2 separate regions of the Sus scrofa genome follow, and region 1 is linked to region 2. The links are chromatin contacts, called in public Hi-C maps. All regions are on one chromosome and are shown on one strand. Each heading gives the region's core, a stretch centred on a gene start, on an enhancer-like site or on the middle of the called end of the contact. The rest is flanking DNA. Distances are from core to core; before and after follow the strand shown. Region 1 has its middle 160 kb from the start of PID1. Region 2 has its middle 27 kb from the start of ICOS.

Evidence for each region. A called contact is a pair of places that touch in the nucleus more often than the background predicts.
Region 1: a contact with region 2 is called in a Hi-C map of retroperitoneal adipose tissue, with 9 times the contacts expected there. The contact joins two enhancer-like sites. A contact is called at or near these places in 4 of 47 Hi-C or Micro-C datasets (mesenteric adipose tissue, omental adipose tissue, retroperitoneal adipose tissue and 1 more).

Annotation. Positions count from the first base shown.
Region 1 is chr15:130,370,164-130,375,945 of Sscrofa11.1, forward strand. No RefSeq gene overlaps it. Among named protein-coding and RNA genes, the nearest start is that of PID1, 160 kb to the left of the region's middle. Within about 2 kb of position 2,843, at least 10 of the 83 cell types and tissues checked have an H3K27ac peak or open chromatin away from gene starts, as enhancers often do. A contact at or near this core is called in retroperitoneal adipose tissue, where this site is marked.
Region 2 is chr15:107,320,144-107,325,995 of Sscrofa11.1, forward strand. No RefSeq gene overlaps it. Among named protein-coding and RNA genes, the nearest start is that of ICOS, 27 kb to the right of the region's middle. Within about 2 kb of position 3,333, at least 14 of the 83 cell types and tissues checked have an H3K27ac peak or open chromatin away from gene starts, as enhancers often do. A contact at or near this core is called in retroperitoneal adipose tissue, where this site is marked.

The DNA.
Region 1 (5,782 bases), core at 1,593-4,092, about 23 Mb after region 2:
TAATGATTTTTCTCATGTTGACTCTTGTTTGTGGCACCCAGCCCAGCAGAGATGGACTTCATCAAAATCTTTGTTACCAAAAAAAAAAAAAAAAAAAAAAAAACTAGAAAGCAATTTCTTTAAGCACAAAAATTTGCAGAACTTGAAAATATTTCTTTGCAACATTTACCACCAAGGATCATGAAAGCAGCAGAGGCGTGAATGCCAGTTAAGGAAGTGAACTAAAGAACTGGCTGGCTTTCTTCCCCCACCAAAAAGAGAAATGACAGGATTACTCCTATGTGCAGTCAGATTTTCTGCCTCAACTTCAAATGTTTTGGCAGTTCCAAGACCCAGCCTAGAGTTCACTGATCACACTGCATAAGTTCAGAAGAGAAAGATAAAGGATGCAGTAGAACTATGAACTAACAGGGTAACGGAAACAAGCCAGGCCAAGCACTTTGATTGACCAAGCCTACTAGAGCCATAAAAATCAATACACAAAGTTTTGGCTGACTGCACTATTGGATTAAAAGGGATGCAGTAACAAACATTCAAAAAGTAATGGCCATAAAGGTGCTTAGGTCCTTTCTCTTACCACTTATTCCATCACAGATGGATGGGAAGCTACATGCAATTCTTTTCCTCGTGCCTTCATTGATGGAACTATGAAGGGTGCCATGCTCTGCATCCTCCACCGTAGTCGTCTTCGACTACAAATTTCAAGAGCCAAGAGTCAACAAATATGTACTGAATGAATAAAGTAGAAACACAAGAGTTCCCCTGTGGCTCAGTGGAAATAATTCCAACTAGTATCCGTGAGGATGCAGGTTCGATCCCTGGCCTCACTCAGTAGGTTAAGGATCCCGTGTTGCTCTGAGCTCTGGTGTAGGTCACAGACTCAGCTCGGATCCAGCGTTGCCATGAGCTGTGGTGTAGGCCAGCAGCTGTAGCTCCAATGCAACTCCTAGCCCTGGCACTTCCATATGCTGCAGTGTGGCCCAGAAAGGAAAAAAAAAAAAAAGGAAAAGAAAAGCAAAGATATGCAACTGAACATTAGACAATGGGATAAAAGAGAATCAGCCCTCAAGGCTAATAATAATTTTAACAAAAATGCAAAACAGCACCCACACTGACAATAAAAAAAGGCACAAATTCCATCTTATTTCTTTATAATCAGAACCTTAAGATTCAGGGGGAGAGAGATGTGGAGGGCGATAAATGGGGAAATTGGTAAAAGTAGAAAACCTTCCTTCACTCTACCCCTTAGCTCTGCCCACACTATGCTATCTCACCTCATTCTAGACACTTATTTGGTTTCTGAGAGATAGAGGAGAGGGGATAAGAGACAAATGACAAGGAGAAGCATAAAATGAAAAAAAAAAAAAAAGTAGTGGGAAGGGGATGTCCAGAGGGCAATTTTATATTTCAGTGCCAGAGGTACTGATGGTAAAGCATTTAGGAGTAACATTTGCTTGATTTTTTTTTTTTTTTTTTTTGGTGATTCTTCCATTCCTTCCTCTGATACCATTTTCCCAGCCATATGTAAACAACTGTGAGTACACATACACCCCCTCCTCCCTCACCTAACCTGACTGTGAGTACACATTCACACATCTAACCCTTTACCCCTTTCTAGCTGCTGCCCTCTCATTCTCTTTCCTTTATTCGAGAGTACAAGTGATTCTTACCATGTCCATTTCTCCAAACCTCTTCCGTCTTAACCTTTAGCAATTTACCTTTTCCTCCATTTCTCCCCAAGAAGCTGTATTTGCCAATGTCATTGGTCACCTAGCTTTTGACAAATCCAGTAAAATACTTCAGGTCTTTTATCCTGGTCCACATCTTGGCAGCATTAGCAGGACTGGTCAATCCTTTCTTATGTCCACATCTTTGCCTCTTGGGAGTTGTCACCTTTGGTTGGCCTCGCACCATTCTGGCTGTCTTTTTCTTTCTTTTTGATGTCTCCTCTTTCACCATGACTCCCTTGATCTCCCTCAGACTGCAGTTCTTAGCTCTCGTATTCATGTTCTCTACCCCTGCTTCTTTGGAGACCCTCACTTCAACTTCAACCTCAACCTAGCTGATCACTTTTATGCCTTGGGTCTAAATCTCTCTTTCCAGGCAGTCTATGGGAGGAAAGTGCTTGAAGTGCATTCAGATCTTGTGTCAAACTTAGAAATAACATACTGCAAACAGAAGCCCAATCAGAAACCCAAACAGAAACCAAAATAAAGGATAATTATTGAAGCAGAGCCTGTGCAGGGAGATTGCTGAGTTTCCTAACATCAAATGTCATGAAGATCCAAATGGCCAGGTGTTGAGCAACTGATTCAGGGACAAAGCCAGTGAGAGATGGAGAGCAGGGCCGTGGGGTCTGGGATAACAGTAAGGGGCTCAGTTATCATGGACATTGTGTCAAGGTAAGAATTCCAATATGAACTACAGAGCTAGTCCAACAGCATGGCTGGAAATACTGATAAAAGATTTCTTACATCCTCACCTAGGGCCAAGAAAATTCAAGAGGCATGCCAGTGGGGAAAAAAGCAGACGTGTGGATTCTATAGTCAGACTTAGAGCCGGAGGGGTCTGAAATGTGGGCAGGTCATTAATATTCTGTACCCACAAAGTTCTAAGTATAGAATTTTACATTTGCCCTTGTTAAATTTTATCTCATTGGTGTCTTCCTAAAGTGCTAGATGTCAAAATAATTTTGAATCTCAACTCTTGCATCTGTCGGTGTAGCTCCTTTTTGTCACTCAGCTTTGGATTATCTGCAAATTTTATGTGGCCTTCTATGTCCTGAGCCAAGCAAAGCTGAAATCAGCCCAGAACCAAGCCACGTGATGGTCCTCTTTAGCATTGCCTCCTGTTGAGATCACCCTATTAATCAACCCTTTTTGGAAGCTCTTCTTCAGCCAGCCACAATTTCACCTGCCGGTCCCAACAGCCAGCTAAGAGTCCGTGATGGTGTTTACCAAAGTATCATGAGAGTCCTTGGCAAATGCTCTTTTGAAATTAAGGCAGTCTTTTCCAAAGGTTTCCCCCGATGTTTCCTGTTCCACCAATCTAGGAGTGTATGTAATAAAAAAAGAGAATGATTATGAGTTTGGCATGACTTTCCCTAGTGAGTCACTGCTTCCTCTTCTCTGTGCTCACAAGCCATCTGTTTAATATTCTATTTTAGAAGCTATCCCTGGAATAAAACAGATTTGCCCGGGTGTAGTTTGCAGAATTCCTTTTTCAAAACTGGAAGAGCATTTGTTCATCACAAATCTCCTGGCCCTACTTTCATCCTCCAGGGTCAGATGGTTCAAAATTTCCTGATAGTGACTCTGAGCTCACGTACAGGTCCGTTAATTTTAGTCCTTATAAAGTGAAGCCATCTGAAGTGCCTAAATGCTCTTAATATTTCCCTGCTTACCTTAAACTTCTTTTGCTATCTCACGATGAGATTGTAGAACAGACCACTTTTATCATATTTCTTCCTCTTATCAGTTAGTCTCATCATATACCCAAGCAGTGGGAGTTTGTCCATCCCGTTGGCTCTGACCCCCTAACATGCACACCCTCTATCCTTATTCATTTTCTCAGATCTGCACTAATTCTGAGCTTTAGTCTCCTGACAGTGTGCTTACTCTAGTCAGGTTGCTCCATCTACTTCTCAAACAAGACCTTCTTTCCAAGGTTTCCCACATAACCACTCCAACCCATGCTCCTCAACTACTCTGACTGCCACAAATCCCTCTTTAAAAATATCTTTCTCCCTAAAATAGCATTACAGCCTTGACTTAATACCCAGATCTTGTTTAATCCTCTTGGAGGCGCTTCCATCCAAAGAGAGTGCCAGATAAGCCAGGATTCCACCCGGCTTATTTGAGCCAATGAGTGACAAGATAAATGGCCATCATGTACCATGCCCAAGATGCACTTCAGTAGAAAGGAATATCTCTTTGATTTCCAACCCAAACCCTTCTCTATCCATCATCTCATCTCAAACCCCTTCCAAATGCACCCCAAATCCTATTTCCAAAGAGGAAACTTGCAGGATTATTGTTTTACTCCTAACTACTTCCTAATTCATTTGCAGGTGGTTCTGCTCATTATAAATCATTAGCTTGAGGGGAGAACTTCATTCCTGGGCAAAAAGGACATTGTTTTTTTTAATTGAGATCTCAAACCACTTGCTCAAACGAAGGTCCTGGCTCGGGTGTATGCTGTGATCTTGAGAGCACGGAATCTTGACAGCCTCTGTTTATCTAGCCCATTTCTTCACATACCTCGCTGACCCACACATGTTCTTCCAAAGTGACACATTTAGTACATTCTGTTTCTAGTAACTCAATCTGCAAAATATTCTCCTTTATATAAATATCTCAATTTAGCTTTGTAAATCTTCCAAACAAATACATTTTATATAAATAATTTAATACACTTTTCCTCTTCCAATTTGATAGTTTTTTTTTCTTCTGTTAATACTTTCCTTCACATCAAGTTTCAGCCAGATTGGGAACCAGACTCCCTGAGAGAATATATTTTCTAGAATGTTCTTCCTTTAAAAAGAAATTTTTATTTTCCTGGAAAAGAATGTTTGATATCTGATTGTATATCAAACAGACACAAAACATTACCTTTGCATTTATTCCCTAAAAACCACTCTATCGTGGAAATTGACGGTATTTTATCTGGCTTATCAGTTGGGTTTCAACTATATCTCTCCTTGCCAGCCCCCACAATATATTTATACACACACACATACACAAACACACCCACACGTGTAATATCCTATTGGTTCTGTTTCTTGGAGAATGCTGACTGAGACAGATTTTGATACAGCCATAGCTCTGGATCCTAAGGGAAAAGATTTTTCTCTGTCAGTGAACATGATCAGTTCCTGGAGAATTAAAACACATCTCATTTTCTGTTAGAAGATCCAAAGTTACACTTGAGCACAAGGCTTGCTGGGAATTCCAGAGATGAGAAAGGGAGACAGGAATCGCCACCAGGAGAGAATAGCCATAAGAAACCTACCTTGAGCTGAGTTGGCATCCATCTGGGATGGCAGGGAGAGAGTGGTGGGCTTTCCCAAGGTGTGTCCTCATTAAAGACTGAGAGATGCACACGTGTCAGAGGAAGAGCCCTGGAAGCTGGATCCACTCCTGAGAAATCCTTCACAGGGATGTTGGTGGTGGGAGGCAGTGCAGGCCTATATTCAGAGATGAAGTAGAATGCAGAGGCATGGAGAATCAACCTGAAGGTAGACGAGGCTCCTCAGTGGGGGGCCAGCAGGGAGCTGGGGGCCCAGGACTAGCGTGAGCATCATGCCACAGGATAAGGGGGCTTCCTGAATTTACAGACACTGTCTCCAACCCCTACTCCCTACCACCTGGTCACTTAACAAAGGAGATGCTAATGCAGGACAGGCCAGATTCTCAGTGGCTCAGCCTGGGCAAGTTATTTTAGCTGGAGTTGGTGTGAAGCTGTGGCAGGAGCCAGGGGAGCTGATGGATGCTTCTGATGTTGCTCACTTGGTCCAGATTTGTGCAGGATATTTGTAATTGCATATTTTTACCTTTTGTTTTATTTTATTTTATTTTGTTTTATTTTGTTTTTAAGGGCCAAACCTGTGGCATACGGAAGTTCCCTGCCTAGGGGTCGAATCAGAGCTGCAGCTGCCGGCATACGCCACAGCCACAGCAACACAGGATCTGAACTGCATCTGTGACCTACACCACAGCTCACGGCAATTCCAGATCCTCAACCCACGGAACAAGGCCAGGATCGAATCTGTGTCCTCAGGGAC
Region 2 (5,852 bases), core at 2,083-4,582:
TGAAATCCCGCTTGGAGTTTTCATCAGGCTCAGTTCACATCTGCCTATTTCAGAGACTGAGGCTGAGCCCAGTAGCCTCTAGAGAACCACTTGAGCTATCTGATTACAAAACATTTTGATGACTTACCCCAGATTCCAGAATGTTTCTTACTGCACTGTGTGTGCTCTTGAACTATCCAAGTTCTTTAAGTAAGGTCTATAAATAGACATTGACCCATGGGCTTAAAAAATGTACTTTGACCAATAAAGAGGCAAAAATGAAGAGTACTCGTAGTTTGAATGTCAATTTTAAAGTTCTATTGATTTCAATTATTTTATGATCATCTTGTTCACGATGATAAAAGCTGGTCAACCTTTTACGAGCAAACCACCAAAAGTTTTGCAGAGACTGAAGTGTTCTTTTTCCTTGTCACCATAGTGAAATAAATATTACTATCTAAAAAGTTATGTATTTTCACAACATTGGACTTTGAATCACAGCAATGGTTTTCTTGTTCTGAATGGCACTCTATTTTGTTTGAGCTAAAAGTGTTCTCCAGCTCTCTATTTATGGTAGGAGTAAAGTCCCACAGAAGTCAATCATCTTGCTTAAGGCGATGTAATTAGGATTAGAAGACAAATTTCCTGATTCCTAGCCTATTGTTCTTTCCACAACATTAGACTGTCTTCCTCAGGATTTCTGCTCTGAAACACTAAACTCTGAAGAGAAAGATTCAAGCACAGTGAGAAAAATCTCTGAAAGCCTTTTTGTTTTTGATGAAGGATGCTATTATTGAGTTTATGAAGTGGAGCTCTGGTGCAGTACAGTTTAGCAAGTGTTCACTGTCAAACTCACTGATCAAACCGCGACACTTGTGGAGTGTTGGCATTGTCCAAAATCTAGGAGCTTCCAAATTATCCAAAGCTGCACTACTCTTTCTTCAAATGAAACCTTCCATAGAAACTCACTCTAAGGAACAGTTCCAAGGGAAGCTTCTCTCATTGAGGTGGGAGCAGAGCTAGGATCTGTCCCACCCCATCTGTCATCCTTCACCCCCCAGGGACCCTGGCATCTCTGTCTGAGCCCTGGGCTCTGTGATGAATAGACTCAAAACCAAAGACATGCGGGAGTTCCCTTTGTGGCACAGTGAAGGAGAATCCAACTAGTACTCATGGGGATGCAGATTCGATCCCTGGCCTAGCTCAATGGGTCAGGGATCTGGTGTTGCCATGAGCTGTGGTATAGGAGACAAGCTCGGATGGTAGGTGCTCAGTAGGCTGGAAGCTATAGCTCTGATTTGACCTCTTGCCTGGGACCTTCCATATGCCTTGGGTGCAGCCCTAAAAAGCAAAAAAACCCAACCCCTCCCCCCCAAAAAAAAGAACCCCAAGCAAGCAGGCAAGCAACCAAACCAAAGAAACAAACAAAGACATGGTTTTTGGCCCTCATTTACCTCTGAAGAAACTAAGGACATGTCTTTGTTTTCTTGAGTTACATCCTCTAGAACATTTTTAAGAAACGATGTGTGGAAGGCAAAAATTTTGTTCCTTGCAAGTCTGAAAAAGTTTTTATATTGCCTCCACATTTGATTAAGGATGTAAGCTGAAGACAGTTTTCTTTCAGAACTTTGAAGGAGTATCTTCATTTGAAGGTGTATCTAGAAGTCCGATGCCATCTAATTTGCTTATTTTATTCCTTTTGCAAAGAATATTTTTTTCTTCTCTCTAGAGCACTAGAATCTAATTTTAACTTTTAAATATCCTTTTGCTACATGTTTGGCCTTTAATATCTGTAATTATTTGTGTTATGTATAAAAGACACACACGCATGTGTGTAGTTGCATGGATATGTATGTTCCTTACCACCATTACCATGTTAATGTTCCATGCAGTCCTTACTTTTTTGGATCTTATTCCACCTATCATATTTCTGCAGAGAAATGATTTGCTTCCACAGCAGTCAGTGTTCTCAACACTTCCCCCCTTTCTAGAGATGAGAGCTCCCTGCTGTTGCTGTTGTTGTTCTAGAACTCACCTTAAAAACCACCTGGAGCTTAGAGAAACATAACAGCCCCAAGACTTGGAGGGGTAGGAACTACCAGGTGATAGGTGGTAAAGGAGTTAAAATGGCACCAACGTTAATTTTTGCCAATTTAAAAGTGGTGTCTAGTGGAGTTCTTGTCGTGGCTCAGTGGTAATGAACCTGACTAGCATCCATGAGGATGTGGGTTTGATCCTTGGCCTCACTCAGTGGGTTAAGGATCTGGTATTGCCGCGAGCTGTGGTGTAGGTCACAGAGGCAGCTTGGATTCCATGTTTCTGTGGCTGTGATGGCTCCGATTGGCCCCTAGCTCTGATTCAACCCCCATATAGGAATTTCAATATGCCCTGCGTGCAGCCCTAAGAAGCAAAATTAAATAAATAAATAATAATGGTATCTAGGATTGGTTCTATGTTGTGTGAAGGCATTTTTGTATTGACAAAAATATGTGTATTTTTTCTTTTATAACAGAATTACTTGCACATGTAATTTTGTGTCTTCCTTTCTAAAGATTTCACCTTCTTAATTCTTTTTTTTTTTTGTCCTTATTGCATGAACTAGAACTTCCAGAACAATGTTGAATAATAGAGAATAATAGTTGGATTCCTAGTCTTGTTTCTGACTCTAACTCGAATACACTCAGAGTTTTAAACTTAAATATCATGCTTACTTTTGATTTCTGTTAATAATCCAGGATGAGAAAGACAGATCCATAAAGTGTTTGTTCTAAGAGCTTTAACCAAAAATGGCTACCGACTTTTATCAAATATCTATTAACTTATTTAATTATTTTTATTTGTCATAATTTTTATTTAAATTGTATAACTTTATGTACCTATCCTCACACAGATGCATAGTTTTCACCTATGGAAAAAAATACGTGTTGTATATACTTTTTACATCCTTACCACACCTTCTCCTATAACCTAGATTAACAACCTAAGATGTTTGTTTCTATTTTTTTTCCGTGTTGATGTAATTCTTTATATAAATGCAATGTGTGTGCTTTTTGGGATTTGGCTTTTCTTATTCAACAATACTTCATGAAAATCCTTCCAAGTTAAACAGATGTTACATTTTAGTCTTACTTCTGCTATTTATTAATTGCATATCCTTGGGTAGGTTAAGTAACCTTTCTGGCACAAGTATCCCCATCTAAACATGGAGATACTATTCCTTTCTCCAAGGACTACTGTGAGAACCAAATGATATCATAAATATAAAGCACGAAAAGAGGAACCCAGCAAATACGCTCCAAGCAAGCGTTACTTAATCTAATGGTGTGTACAGGGAGAGAAACCCTTTCCCTTTAGGCAGTCATGGCCTTTGGTCTGAGGATTTGTAACTCAGCCAACATCTGAGTGCCTGCTGAGGGGCCCTGGGTGGCGGTTTGTTTCACAACAACAGTTCTGGAACTTCATGGCCTGGTTTGGAATTCATGGAAGTCACCTTGCAGCTATTTTACATCTTAGCCTCTCTGAGCTTTGGTTGCCTCACCTTTAAAATGTCAATAACAGCATCAGTACCTCTTTGTTAGACCTACTGTGGTTGTAAATGAAATGATGCGTGACGTACTTGGAAGAGTATCTGGTACACGGAAAGCATGCACTAGGTATAGGAGTGGGTTAAGTCAAAGGGCACAGGCTTTGAGTTCATCTGGCTTATCTCTGACTTTGCTGGTTATAGGACTTTGAGGGAGTTTTTATGTCTGATCCCAGTCATCTACAAAATGAGATAATAATACTCACCTTAAACTTGCCTTGAGAGTAAAATAGGGTAAGATATGGGGTGGTGGTATAGGATAAGTGCTCAGTGCAGGCTGCTCCCCTCTCCTCCTGATAAAATCTGCCCTACAGATTGCATAGAATTTGATTGGCAGCCTGAAGACTCTAATCATCTTTCACACTTCTCTCAATTCCAAACATGGGTCTGACAATGAACTTCAGAACGTATGTTCACAGTGAGTTGGGGCAAACCTGCCTCCTGACTGTCTATTCTCTTCAGGTGGTTCAGGTCATATCCCAGCAGGTGCTGGGGTCATGCTCTGTTCTCAGCCTGAGCCTGACAAGATGCATATCAATATCAGCTGGTTTTCTTGCCCTCACTGGGATACTGCAGTCCTCCAAGGAGATCTCAGTTTCCTTCTCAAATCTCTGTGTGGAAGCGTTTTCACTACCCCCCAAAGCAAAGCATGACAAAAAGTGCACAGCTTTTCAGGCAATCATCTCCTTCAATGCAAATACAAAATTCTTCTAAGAGAACAATTCAAGCAAAGGTATCACTACATCAATTTGTCTATCACTTCTTACCGAGATTTACTTGAATCTGTTGGCAGTACAGGAATTCATTGCTTTTGCTGCTTGATGGGCCTGTACTGTGCATTGTTTAAAAAAAAAAAAAAATCCTGCCCCTTTTTATACTGAATTGCACTCATGCGTATGGAAATTTCTTTTTTTTTTCTTTTTCTTTTTTGTTTTGATTGCAGAAACAGGACAAAAGCATTTATTTATTCAGCTGCTGATTTTGTGATTTAAGTATGATTTGGCAGCACCCTCTAGTGGCTATATTTGGGAATTGTGGAAATCTCTAGTACTTGGGACATTAAAAAAGGACGCAGACATATTTTTAATACTTAAAAATATTTATCAGCCACCCCCACAGCTTATATAAGTATGTTTAACTACACAGGACTCTTTTTAATCACCTCATTACCTTTAAAATAAAGGGCAACCCGACTGAACAAACAGAACACCTGCTTTGGGCTCAGGAGTCCTTGGAATATTCCATTTGGGTCACACTCTGCCTGTCTCCACTGGAGCAGCACAGACCCAGGAAGTGGTGCCTAGTTCTACTCTTTTATTAAAGAAGATTCTGTCATTCAGCCACCGGAGTGGGTATTGATGAATCCAATGGATTCTGTATTTGATCACAGGCAGCTCCATTTTGAACATCAGGGTCATTGTCAATTATCATAAAACCCGATGATGGATAGAATCCTTAGAGAACCAACTTGTCAAAATTATTAAAATATTAAAAAGCTGATGAAATGAAGCACTTACACAGCTGAGCCAACTAGAGCATGTGTGAGTATAATGGGAAGATAGTTAAATATGTGACACCCAGCCTCTGCCAGATGCTATTTTCTTGAGCCTCAATTTTCTTATCTGTATAATAGAACTATTGTGAGCATTTAATGAGATAATGCATGTTAAAATCTTAGCACATTGTATGGAAACTTAAACAAATGTCAATTCTCCCACTCTATGTTGTGTAAAAAAAAGTTAAAACTGAGTTTATACTTGGTAAATCTTGAGTGGTGGAATCTGAATGAACTGATGCCATGACTTTTAGAAAGTGTAGTGGTTATAAGTTCAGGCTCTGGAATTCTCCCTGAGTTCAAATTCTGGATCTGAACAAGGAAAGACTGAGGAACCATCATAGAATGAAGGAGACTAAGGGAATATGATAATTAAATTTGTTGTTGTACCTTGGATTGGATCCAGGAACAACAACAAAAAAGGACCTCAGTGGGAAAAAGCTTTGAAATTTGCAGTTTAGTTCATGGTATTCTAGCAACATTAATCTCTTGGTTTTGAAATTGCTTTATGGTTATAAGGAAGCTAGGTGAAGAGCATTTGGGAACCCTATAATTGTGCAAATTTTCTGTAAGTCTAAAACTGGTTCAAAATAAAGTAATTTAAAAATTAAAAAGAAACAAGTGAATTTAATATTAGCAACATATTTTGTTTAACCCAATATATCAAAAATATTATCATTTCAATATCTACTCATTGTTCATTATTTTAATGTTTCTTTTTTGTCACTGTTTTAA